Linked DNA regions of Bicyclus anynana: region 1 is linked to region 2. The links are chromatin contacts, called in public Hi-C maps. All regions are on one chromosome and are shown on one strand. The core of a region is the stretch at or near the end of the contact, and the rest is flanking DNA. Distances in the headings are between cores, read along the strand shown. Region 1 overlaps LOC112049067 (cytohesin-1). Region 2 holds the start of LOC112049058 (protein yellow-like).

Region 1 (6,464 bases), core at 2,370-4,869, 41 kb before region 2:
AAAGTATAGTTATATAATATTTAAAATATAAAGTTTGCATCGAACTGTACGGATATTGATGGGTTCATCAGAAAAAACTCAATTTCATGTGTAATTAGTAAAATCCATGTAGTCTTCCAAGTTATTGACTGAAAAGACAAAACAAGATTAAACAATAATTGTTTTTGCTTGTTAAACAATAGGTGAATTTAACAACGAATTTGATTTGTGGCAAACATCACGTTACATGAAAATTGTGATATTTACAGCCATGATACTAAATAGTGATTGAAACGTTAGTATCGATACAATACGTTAATTCATCGTGAACATAATAGTCGACGGTCGGTGTTAGCATTGTTGTCCATGTAAATAACGAAGCAAGACTGAATCATATTGTGTGTAATGGTCGTCCGGTCATCGATGATTTTGTAAAGTTATTCTTGTTTTACACTTGTCTATATAGCATATAGCCAGGGGCGTAGCTACCGCCGTAAATAGGGGAGTCATATCAATGATACGGGGCCCCCGGACTACAAGGGCCCCATAGGTATTTTTTTAGGCTCCAAAATCAAAATTTGTCAAATTTAGTCTGGTGCTTCCTTGAGAAAAAAAAACAATTTTTTGGGATATGCTGCTTGCCTATTGGGCCATCCAACTAACTTTGGGCCTCTCCAATGCAAGCTACGCCATTGCATATTGTAGTGAATAGGCAAACGCATTTCAGCTTTGGTTACATCTACACTTACTATCAGAAGATATAGTGATCAGGCGCGAGCCAATTTATTAAAAAAAATAACCTAACGAATATACCTATATTTTTTTCGATAAATTTAACTCACTATGTATTTTTTAAAGTCATCTTGATGAATTCTTATTTTATGCAAAATACTTGATTTTAGTTTTAATAATTTTATAATATTATCGATAAAGGACGATATGAATTACCGCCCTAGTTTCGAAATAATTTGCACTTTGTTATTTGAAAAAAAAAAAGTTTTAATAGTAATTTTTTTGGTAAATTTATAGGTAGGGTTTTACAAATTTTATTGATTGCTTCTTGTTGCTTTGACAATAATTTGTTATTGGTTTACCGAACGGTCTAACCATAGGAATATAACAATTTTACAATATATTATATCCATTTAGTCGGAATTTTGTATTCATTGAAAGTATTATGTAATGTAAAAATATTTAGTATAGAAATTAGATTTATTATTTTGTAACATAGTAAACATGTTAGATGTACATATATGGCTTGAGGTTAGATGTAGTTAGATGAATATTTTGATATAGGTGTGTTATTTATGTTCAATGTTATGGTATTGCAAATTTTCTTATATATTTATGAAATAGTGGACCGTTTGATGGGAATTCTTATGATTTTATATGTTTTTTTTAAGATCTTATGAATGGTTTTTTTTTAATTGGTAGTCATATTTTTAATTTTAAAGGGTCAATGTATTCGTTTGCTACCATTTTAAAACGTCACACAAAGATAGAGCAAGTTTCCAAGGCCGCCAGATGACACTTATCATTTGATGAACAAAATTGTTCAAAATTGCGCTTACTTTGTTCATCAGTGAATAGTCGTAGTTTTATGTCTGAGATGACCCTGCCCCCCTACCCAAGTGGCACTTCGATTCTCTTTCTACGATCGCTAACGCTTCGAAAACTAAAAAATTGTATGGGACTGACAGATTTTGATCACGTGACCTGTCGATATCAAATGTCATTTCCATACATCTTTCTAATTTTCGAAGCGTTAGCGATCGTAGAAAGAGAATCGACGTGCCACTTGGCTAGGGGGGCTGGAATCTTGATTCATTAGTTCAATTCAATATAATTCAATAATTCAATAGTTGCACAAATGAGGGGTGTTACAACCATGTATTATGTATGTATAGCTTGGCAAGTTCGTTGATGACATTCCCATGATATGCGGGCGACGGGGGGAAAGACTGCGCGGGTGTGAAATAAGTTAGAGGCATCAGTCGTGGGTTTTTCATTTATCGCTACACGCCCCGGCCAGTGCGGACCATCGGGAGTGTTACGAATTGCCAAGCTATAGTATGGAATGTATGCTAAGCGATGACTTAATAGAAGCTTTGCTAAAGTCAAAGTTCAGTTCAGTTATTTTATGTGACTTGTATTGAGTATAATAATTGATCGAATAAAAAAATTATAAGTATGCAATAATGACGAATCATGAGCAATATCAATATGGGATTTCCTGTTTTGATAGTTTAGTTTTCAATGAAGTTATTGACGTTTTCTATTTTATTACTAGCGGACGCCCGCGACTTCGTCCACCCTTAGACCTCTTTAATCCAGCCCTTACAGTAGTATCGCTGTAAAAATGGAGTAACTTATACCGTTTTCTTTCGTTTTCTTTGCTCTACTCCTATTGATCGTAGCGTGATGAAATGTATACTATAACCTGTCCAGGAGTATGAGGAATAATTGTACCATGTTTCGTTAAAATCCGTCGAGTAGTTTTTGTTTCTATAACGAACATACAGACAGACGAAAATTTTACTGATTTTTGGCATCAGTATCACGAATCACCGCATATTAGTTATTTTGGAAATATATTTCATGTACAGAATTAACCTCTGTACAGATTTATTATAAGTATAGATTGTGATACCCATTCAATAACTAAATGACTCAGTCAGTGATGTACATTGGATTATATTATTTTTATTACTAAAGTTGTCAACTATTGAATTATACCATCAGGAGTGGATTTAAGCGGCAAAACACAAAAAATATATATTTCATTAAAATCGGAGCTACTCGAGTTTCTAATATATTTGTTTATTTAAATACATGTTAGAAGTCGCGTTATTGCATAACATTATAATTTTTAGTGCGAATGTGTATATAGTTAGTAATATTTTAAAAGTAAATGAGTCACTTTGTATCGTTATTCAGATAGGAGTTAAGCGACTACGAATGTCATCGTCAAAACAATCTGTGTGCCTAGTGGGAGTTTTCAATATTTTCATACTGTTACTATCGCGTTGACGTAAACGCGAATTTATATGGAATTGAAACAATTGTGTAGTAGTGCCAATTGATGGTGTCGTTTCAATTCCTTAGAAATTCGCGTTTACGTTAACGCGACAGTAACAGTACCAAACTGCCACTAGGCCGTCTGAACGAAGTTCTTTTTGGCAGATCCGACGTTTCAATTTTATCATTATTAGCATATTTTAATGTCCCCCCACTACAAACTTCTCTTTTAGAAAGAAGAAGATATGGAGCTTAGGCCCACCATACCGCTCTGATGCGAGTTTCTATGTTAATTACATGACAATTTCAATGATTCTTTCTGACTACGATTTAGTTCATACAAGTCTGCCAAAAGGGACTTTGATCCTAAAGGATACAATAAACGTACGACTGATTCTACGATCGATTGATTTGAGTTTTGTATAAATTAATGTTAATAACTCGTTCGTATTAACATGAAACATTTCTTGAATAAAAAGTATTACAACAAATCAAATACCAAGAAAGTGCAACTGTGAATTCACACATTACTATTACTTCTCATAGTATAGTGTGCACCAAACTTAGAGTCCGCTCTGAACACGATGTGTATGACTGCACAGTGTACAATAACACATCTAAGCGGTACAGTACGGATTAGAAGTTTGGCTCATACTATACATACAATTTCAAAGGCGAACAATTAGTTAACTCGGAGATGATGTCATGTGATGACGTCATCGTTTAAGTTATGTAGAACCTTGAATGTTCCACACCATGAGTTGCTTGCTTTATAATTTGAGTACCTCATCAATCAATCGGTCGTGTCGGTCATCGTTGTCTATTAGGTTACGACAGTTTACGTCCCACGAAAGCAGAATGCAAATTAACAACGTCACTGCGCAAGTGAGCAGCACTTGCATTCGCTAACTCGGTCGCTTTCAGGAAATGAAAGTCACTGAGTTTGACATTTCATTTGTTTCTCGTAATTTTGAAAAATATTTTTTTGACCCATTCAATGAAGTTGCAATGTATAAAGTGTAGTGCCACAAATTTTACTGGCCCGGTGGTTAAAACTGGAACTATCGCTGGAACGAACGAACGGCGATCGTCATTTTTAACCGACTTCATAAAAAGAGAGGTTCTCAGTGGCGGTGTCAAAAAACAAAATGAACTTTTAGAGTCTATTTGGCATAGTAATGCATCATTGAAGTCGGTTCAATTTTTTGTTAACATTATTTTATGCAAAACATTATACTAAAAGTGCGACGATAGCGACACCTTCTCCGGGCCAGATATGTTTGACGCACTATACTAATGTCAAATATTGACGTAATTCAAAGATACCGGTGGCTTTCATTTTCCGATAGCAACCGAGTTAGTGAATGCAGTGGTTGATCGATCATCACATTAAATTCGTTTTAGACGTTTTCGTGGCGTGCACTGTACACATAATTAGGGAAAGGTGCCTAATGATCTGTAACTAGTAAGTTAAGTAAGATTAATTAACATGTAATTGGGGATGCTGTGTAAATTCGCGTAGGGAGTTTAATTTATCTCAATTGTAATGATTTATATATGACAACGGATATGTGCATAATAATGATGTTGTAAATAATTTTGTATGAAAGAAAATTACATTATTATCATTATTTATTCGTTTTGTTTTATTTTTATCATATATTTTTAAGTCTCCTTTCAGAAAAGTTACCTCATAGGTATTTGCTTAAGTATTTTTCTCAATACAATTGAATTATTCTGATATATCATCATCATCATAATATCAGCCGATGGACATCCACTGCAGGACATAGGCCTTTTGTAGGGACTTCCAAACATCACGATACTGAGCCACTTGCATCCAGAGAATCCCTGCAACTCGCTTGATGTCGTCAGTCCACCTGGTGGGGGGTCGTCGAACACTGCGCTTAACAGTGCGAGGTCGCCATTCCAGCACTTTGGGACCCCAACGTCCATCGGCTCTTCAAACTATGTGCCCCGCCCATTGCCACTTCAGCTTCGCAACTCGTTGAGCTATGTCGGTGACTTTAGTTCTTCTGCGGATCTCCTAATTTCTGTTGTATAATACGCTGTAAATCTGACGTTTCTTTGCGTTGCCATATTTAAAACCAAATAAAATAAAACAAATCTACACAATATTTTATAGGTTTTTTAATTTAGAGATAAAAGCGTAGGTATACATATTAATAAATGAACTAGCGGACTCGGTCAAGCTTCACTTTGACTTATGTGCATTCTTTCCTACCCTCAGTAGTTACAGAGCCTCCTACCAGACAGGCCTGGACCAATTAAGAAAGCTTCAATCGACCCAGCCGGGTATCGAACCGAGGACCTCTGTCCTGAAAATCCACTGCGCCACGGAGGCCGTCAAAAAATATATAAGGGACACGACTGAAGGAGGACTAAATTGACCATGGATCAAATTACTACGTGTCTACCATACTTACCTATAGTTATAGATTATGACACTGGTTTTTTTTTATTTTTTTACAAATTCGCCCTATCTACAATCTCACCTGGTGGTAAGTGACGATTCAATCTAAAATGGAAGCGAGCTAACTCGTTAGGAGGAGGATGAAAATCCACACACCTTTCGGTTTCTACATGACATCGCACCGGAACGCTAAATCGCATTGCGGTACGTCTTTGTCGGTAGGGTGGTAACTAGCCACGGCCGTTACCTCCCACCAGCCAGACCTGGACTAATTAAGAAAATCTCAATCGGCCCAGTCGTGGATCGAACCTAGGACCTCCGTTTTGTAAATCCATAAAGCCACGGCGGCCGTCAAAAGGTCTGGCTATGTCAGGCTCTTAGACTATAATATTTATATTTTACACGTTTTGCTACTTAAAAAGATATATCTAATACTTAATTTCTTTCTTTATAGCACATTATCCATACAATAACGAAAACAATAGTCAATCATTGAAGATATACTCGTAATAAACAAGAAAACTTTATACCTTAGCCTTACCTACTTGTTAGGTACCTATTCATAGTGCTAAATTTCCATATTGCACATAGTGTTCGTGTCCACTGTATTTACCTCATAACCACAAACAGTAGGTATTGCTATCTACCTTAATGTTTATGATTACATTTTAACTTTAAATGGTCCTTGTTTAGGTATCTACATTTTTACTGTATCATATTATCAAAACATATAATTGAAATTGAAGTATCTGTCTGTGTATTATATAATAATTGTTTTCTCAAGTGTTTATATGTAGGTATAATGCAAATAAACTTTTTTTGGTCTGTCTGTTTGACAGAGCAAGCATCTATCCCACCTTTAAACCTAATTTTGGCTTTGGAATATTTGTCGTGGTCCAGGGAAGGTTTGAACGTTGAGAAAATATGGAAAAAGGGTAGGTAGGTGGGTAGGGTAGGTACCTAAGTGCACGTAAGTAAAATCGAATAGTAATAAAAAAATCTAGGTACTACTATTTTGTAGTTCTATAATATA
Region 2 (6,522 bases), core at 2,894-5,393:
AAATTCTGTACATGAAATATATTTCCAAAATACTATCAAGGGTGATTAGTGATCGATACTGATGCCAATTACACAATCAGTAAAATTTTTGTCTGTCTGTCTGTATGTTCGTTCGTTAAAGAAACAAAAACTTATCAACGTTAACTTAACTTAGTTATTCTTCATACTCCTGGGCAAGTTATAGTACGGTTACATACTTTTCATCACGCTACGATCAATAGGAGCAGAGCAGTGAAGGGAAATGTTGGGAAAATGGGAGAAGAGAATTTTGAAGGAAATAATCTCATCATTAAACGTTAAAATTTTCTGATAATTCCAATAAGCCTAAATATTAAAATATGCTTTTTAAATCTGTATTTTTTTATCCACAGCTAAAAGCAAAAAAAGTAAATAACCTTTTATTCTTCCTATCATTTAATCTACCGAATGTAATCGGTTCCATGGCGCTCTAGTAACTGCTTTAGGACCCGGGTTTTTGAGGTCATATAAAATTTTGCTATAAATACTATGCGTGCTAACGCGTGCTACTAGCTTTTCCCAAATTTCCCACGAAACCGTGTAGCAGTTTTTCATGGTGTATCTAACGGAAAGCCAAACGTTCACTTTCACATTTATATTATCAAGTTTAGTCCAAAATGCAATATCATATTTCAAATTGCACATTGTACTTGCTTTGCAAGCGTAAGTCACGCCCCAATTGTTGTTAAAAATACTGTATACATAAATTGTTAAATATTGTTTAAGTTGATAACAAAGTAAGGCTTTTTATTATCAGCCGATAGACGTCCACTGCTAGACATAGGCGTCTGTATGGACTTCTAAACACCACGGCCTGGAATAAAGTAATAACTTTAAAATTTAAAGTTATCCAACGTTATTGGATCATCATCATTAATAATTCATATTCGGCTCACTGTTGAACATAGGTGTATATAGAGGGGGGTTGCTACCCACCCTAGAAATAGACCTGTGCTCTAGGATTCTGGGCTACCGATATGGAATTCTATTATGATACTAATAATAGACTTGATGTCGGGTGTCAGGCCCACCCTAGGAAATAATCCTAGATACGCCAATGCTGTTGAGCATGAGTCTGCTCTCAGAATGAAAGGGCTTAGGTTCATAGTCCACCACGCTGACCCAATGCGTATTGGCAGAATTCACACACGTAGAGAATTAAGAAAATTCTCAGGTATGTAGGTTTCCTTGTGATGTTTTTCCTTCACCGTTCGAGACAAGTGATGCACTTGAAAAGTGTTCAACTGACTGAAATCGAACCTACACCCTCTGAATCGAAGGCAGAGGTCAATCCACTGGGCTATCACGACTCTACATTGGATATACTCCAGTGAATTGTACAAGCTCGTCCTTGTTAAAAAATTAAGTGAGCAGTATAAGTACTGAAGGCATTAGCACTTTATGGTGAGCCACTAACAAAAGCAAATAAAAACTGCAAACATTATAATATGATAAACACGTTTATTTCAAGTCACACGCAACCTCACAACCGTATGTTAGAAAACACGTATTATCCAGTTATTTTATTTTATGAGGTCTATCATACATTCATTTTATATTACCCCTTATCACTATACACTCGCTTTTCAATACACTAGCTCGTAAAACGACTATTTATTGACTGAATTAAATAATATTAATAATAATGTGGGATAAAATGCATAAAATAGTAGAAAACCAATCGGGTTTCTGTACTTATAATTTAACAAAACTGACAAAAAGTCAAAAGGTACAAAACTCGAAATTATTAATTTGTCTCTCAGTCTAATTCGAAGCAATGCATCAGATTTTCATGATGACTTTAGACATTTAAGTTTGCAGAAATATACATGACTTGGCAAAGTTCTTTGAGGAAAAACCATTAGGTATCTAAAAAAACCTTAATTTATGCGTTTAGTTACTGATGCCCATTAACTTGTAAATAAATAAAAAATTAAAATAAAAAAAAAATTCTGTCGTATACTGATAGTATTGCAATTTTAGATGGTTTTTACTTGCAAATGTATTAAAAAACACAATGTGATACATGTGTGTAAAATTCGAAAGGTGAACGACCTTCCTGCCTATGGTTCGGGAATTCGGGATTGAAATTCTTCACACACTTGTATCATAAATAACTATTATAATGATATGATAAAAATAAATAAGCTTTCCAACTTAATGTACCTGAGCAGATTACCTCCACAACTCTATTAATAATTCATTGGCCATCGACTTAATATTAGTGATTAAGAAATGAATAGATACTTATATGCGGACATGCCACAGTACAAACCGAACTCTTGCACTGAAAATTTTCTTAGAATAATAGATAACATTTTCAGTACAAAAATGCGTAGGTATAATCCAACATTCCAAGTATTACAATAAATAAACAAACCAAGTACGAACTAAGTACAAACGGTGACAAAGATACACCTCAGATACACCTTTGTTTATTTAAAGTTACAGATGGAATGTTGAGTGGTGAAACGCGGCATTTGACAACACGTCCCCGACCTTTTGTACCACATGCACGGAGCGTCTTCATCACGACTCCGATCACAAAGGTCGTACGCAGTATCACCGTAATAATACACTTATAGTAATAATATACAAAGCTATCTACACCGCGATTATCACTGAAAAGACCACGAGGTCAAGGTAACTTTAATATTTGGTAATGTTACACGCATCAGTCCGGACGCATATTGACTCCAAGGTGTAGGACTACCGTCCTAGACGAGCAGATGTGCCAGAGCGAACACTAGCAAGGACGCGGCGAGCGTGGGAGCCGTCGCAGCGGCGTGCGGAGGCTTCGTCGGCATCAAATCCTCGCCGAAAACGTAACTCTTCAAACCAGTGTACGACCTCAGAATCCTGTAGTTAACTTCCTCGACAGACACTTGGTTCTTCACGAAGTTAAACAATCTGTTCACGACGACGTACAAGTTGCCGCGATCGTCGAAAGTGAAACGGTCCACCCACTGGATGTAATTCGGATCGCGGGCGATCGTACGTTGACCCGTGCGGAAATCGACAGTGGTGTTCCACTCCGCTATCGTGGAGTTACCGATCAAACCGAAAAAGAGAGTGCCCGTTGAGTCCATTTTCATGCCGTCGGTTTGTGAAGCTTTGGTGCCGAGATCGACAACGTAAGGGCGTATAGCGCCTTCGCCTTTGAGACCAAGAGATTCATTTCGTAGAACCGATGCGTTGATCGCGTAAATATGATAGCTCGACAGTGGGCAGTAGTAAACCGTACGGTCTACAGTCTCATCTTCGGTCAAGAACTGTGGTCCCATAGCGATGCCGTCGACGTTGACGGGGAGGTTCACCGTAGTGCCGTTTATACGGAACAAAGCAGCTTCCGGAACCGACGACATTGACTTCGTGTCACGCAACTTCCACGACTTTTTATCACTTAATCGGAACACGATAATGCCGGGATCTACCGCGCTATTATCGGTAATGTACGCGAAATCACCATCACGATTGTCAACCACCAGATCGTTTAAGTACGTCGTGCTCGGGTTTACAACGTCTGCGGGCAGCGGGTAACGTTCCAATTTGTTCTCACCAGTTTTCAAATCAATTAACACTATGGAAGGCGGGCACTTAGCGTCCGGGTTTTGAGTCAAAGTGCCGACTCGACCGTTATCCAGGATCCACATAATTCCATTGCGATCGATTTCGATGTTCTGCACGAACTGTAGAGCGTAACAATCGCCTAGAGTGTTATCCTTCCAGCTGGGGAACGGCTTCAGTTTCGGAGCGGTGTCGTTTTGATTAGCCGGGATGTAAGCGAGCGTGGCCGGCACGCCATCCAGCATCCGGGGTAGCGTCAAATATATATTGTCTTTGTAAAAGTTGATGCCGGATATTAACACATTTTGGGGGATGTAGCGGCTGGAGTTTAGGGAGGTCTCGCGATCTCCCGGCGACTCCCACTCGAAGTCCACAGTCCGCCATTCGTATACAACTCGGAACTGTTCGCGGTGCTGCGGCGGTCGCGGCTGCTTGTCCTGGGCCGCCGCGACTGCGACGATCGCGATGAACACGAATAGTTTCATAGTTAGCTCGGAGTGTCTCGGTTGCGTGTTGCGCGGCTGGCGCGGGCTGTGTGACTGACTGACTGGCGCGGCCGGCTCGCCGTGCGTCGCGTACTCCTCAGTTACCTGCACTCGCGTGTCACCACACTACGTAATTGTTATTGGCGATTCATTAATTGATTCTTTCACCTTGAATCGAGAATTATCTCAGCTCGATATGGACGGCGATGCAATTTGTGCAAATGAATAGATACATACCGGAAAGGGTGCGCGAAGGTCACGCGGGCCACCCCAGCTAGACGGAGGGTCCGACAGTCTCGCCGTTTATGTATAAATCGTACGGGGAATCGATTGAAGTGGTCGTTGAGCCTGGCTTTTCAAAACATGCAAAGGTATAATAAGTATTTCTTGTTACGCTGGATTTAAACACCCTACAGTGTAATAAAACTTGGGGTCACAAGTTCCTCGCTTTAATCCGTAGCTTTTAACGCGCAGTTTATTTATGTTTAATATTCATTTAGCGGTTATGGAAAATATTTCTAGAGTTATGATGTAACGACGCATTGCTTGTACACTGATGCAAGCAAATCGTTGTATAAAATTAAAGCAATAATAAACTGTAGTCTTCAATGTGTTAATGTGCTGGCTACTGAAGCGTGAAAATTTAAATTAACTGTTTAATTACTTGATCTATTGGACTGATTGCAAGTGATTTATTTTTTTCTTAGAATAGTTCCGTCTGGTACTTTTAAAGGTAGGCATCTTTATTTTAAATAAAATTGAAATATTAACTAAATTCCTATATACGAAATCAGAGGAAAATACTTTTAAAACTTCATTTATTTAGCTACTTACTAACTACTTAGGTAGGTATAATAAATCTGTAGAGAATCATCTGTACTTGAAATATATTTCCAAAATAACTATCAGGGGGTGATTAGTGATCTATAGTGATGCCAAAAATGCAATCAGTAAAATTTTTGTCTGTCTGTCTGTCTGTATGTTCGTTATAGAAACAAAAAGTACTCGACGGATTTTAACATAACTTGGTACAATTATTCTTCATACTCCTAGGCAGGTTATAGTATACTTTCGTCACGCTACGATCAATAGGAGCAGATCAGTGAAGGGAAATGTTGGGAAAACGGGAGAAGTTAGTCCATTTTTACAGCGATACTACTGTAAGGGCTGGATTAAAGAGGTCTAAGGGCGGACGAAATCGCGGGCGTTTGCTAGTACACACATAAATCTATAAATCAATGGAAAACGTTGATGTACCTACTGGTGTACACGTCAGTGTTGGAAAAGGGTTTTGTTATTTTCCTACGTGTGAGTAAAGTTTATTAACCACATTTCTGACATGATTAAGTAATTAAATTAGTAATATCTGACACAATGGTGGTCTGACTGCCTCATCTTTTTTACTTCCTTCAAAAATCCACGTCTTCATATTATATATAGCTATAATCTTGATTATACCATCAATATACCTACAAAAGAAATATACTAAAAGCCTGGTTAACATGTGCTCTGTAGTACATTTTTTTTCTCCGTCTCCTATAAAAATGGTTAAGGTGTCATTCGATTTGGAATTGAATGTAGATAATTTTTGAAAAAATTGAAGGCCCGCTCGCAGTAATTGCAAAAGTTATAAATAATTAACTAAAAAAAAAAAAAGTTTCGAGCACTAAGTATTGATTTAATTCCGAATCGAATTACCTCAACCATTTTTATAAGAGACGGAAAAAAAATTGTACTAGGGGAGAGCGGGGCTGAAAGTGCCGGGGGTAAATAGTGCCGACGCGAATATCTCGAAAACAGAAAGAGATAGATATACGATCGTATTGTGTCGCGTAATCGCTAACAGCCGCGCACATGCGGCTACCATTTTAGTTGCGTCAGCGACGCGGAGTGAGTGGCTGTGCATGTGAGTGTCCTCCAGCGCTACGTAAGTAAATATTTTCGTCTCGATACTTTTTGGTCACAAGCTAGCATTTCTTGTGCTTTTAAAATGAGAGTTTTAGTAAAATGTTTGTTATTTATTCTAGTTTATGATTTTAGCAGATTGATTTTCCTATGTGAGACAAAATATCACACTCTCATAAATGGGGTAAAATGTTCCGTATTTGTGGGGCTGCTTGTGCCGCGGCACAACCAACCCCTAAGCTACCTTTATTGTTTCATTATGTCCAAACTGTACTGAAACCGAAGAACATTTTGGCTGAAAAAAGAACAAAGCAAGTAGGAGCTATTGTTTCAGCAGAGCGTGGAACTCTAGTCACCGTGGAGCTTGCGGTAAGTGCTCTAGGAAACTCAATTCCACCGATGTTCGTATTTCCACGTTTGAAATATAATGTGTATGTATGTTTATTCGCGATGGTCCTCCTGAAAGTATTGGAGCTGGCAATCAATCTGGTTGGATGACAAGCACAGAGTTCTCAGTCTATATGGATCATTTTATAAAACACACTAA

What was found. Hi-C and Micro-C count contacts between places; a contact is called where the count stands out from the background.
Region 1: a contact with region 2 is called in a Hi-C map of whole body, with 1.9 times the contacts expected there. The contact joins the enhancer-like site here to the promoter of LOC112049058 in region 2. A contact is called at or near these places in 2 of 2 Hi-C or Micro-C datasets (whole body and whole larva).

What each region holds. Positions count from the first base shown.
Region 1 is chr11:11,162,551-11,169,014 of ilBicAnyn1.1, reverse strand. It overlaps LOC112049067 (cytohesin-1), which reads left to right. Exons shown (of 9, transcript XM_052884345.1): 9 at 1-4,632. Among protein-coding and RNA genes, the nearest start is that of LOC112049058, 41 kb to the right of the region's middle. Within about 2 kb of position 3,619, at least 6 of the 8 cell types and tissues checked have open chromatin away from gene starts, as enhancers often do.
Region 2 is chr11:11,122,306-11,128,827 of ilBicAnyn1.1, reverse strand. It overlaps LOC112049058 (protein yellow-like), which reads right to left and starts at 4,143. Exons shown (of 1, transcript XM_024086810.2): 1 at 1,460-4,143. The coding sequence starts at 4,070. The coding sequence ends at 2,736.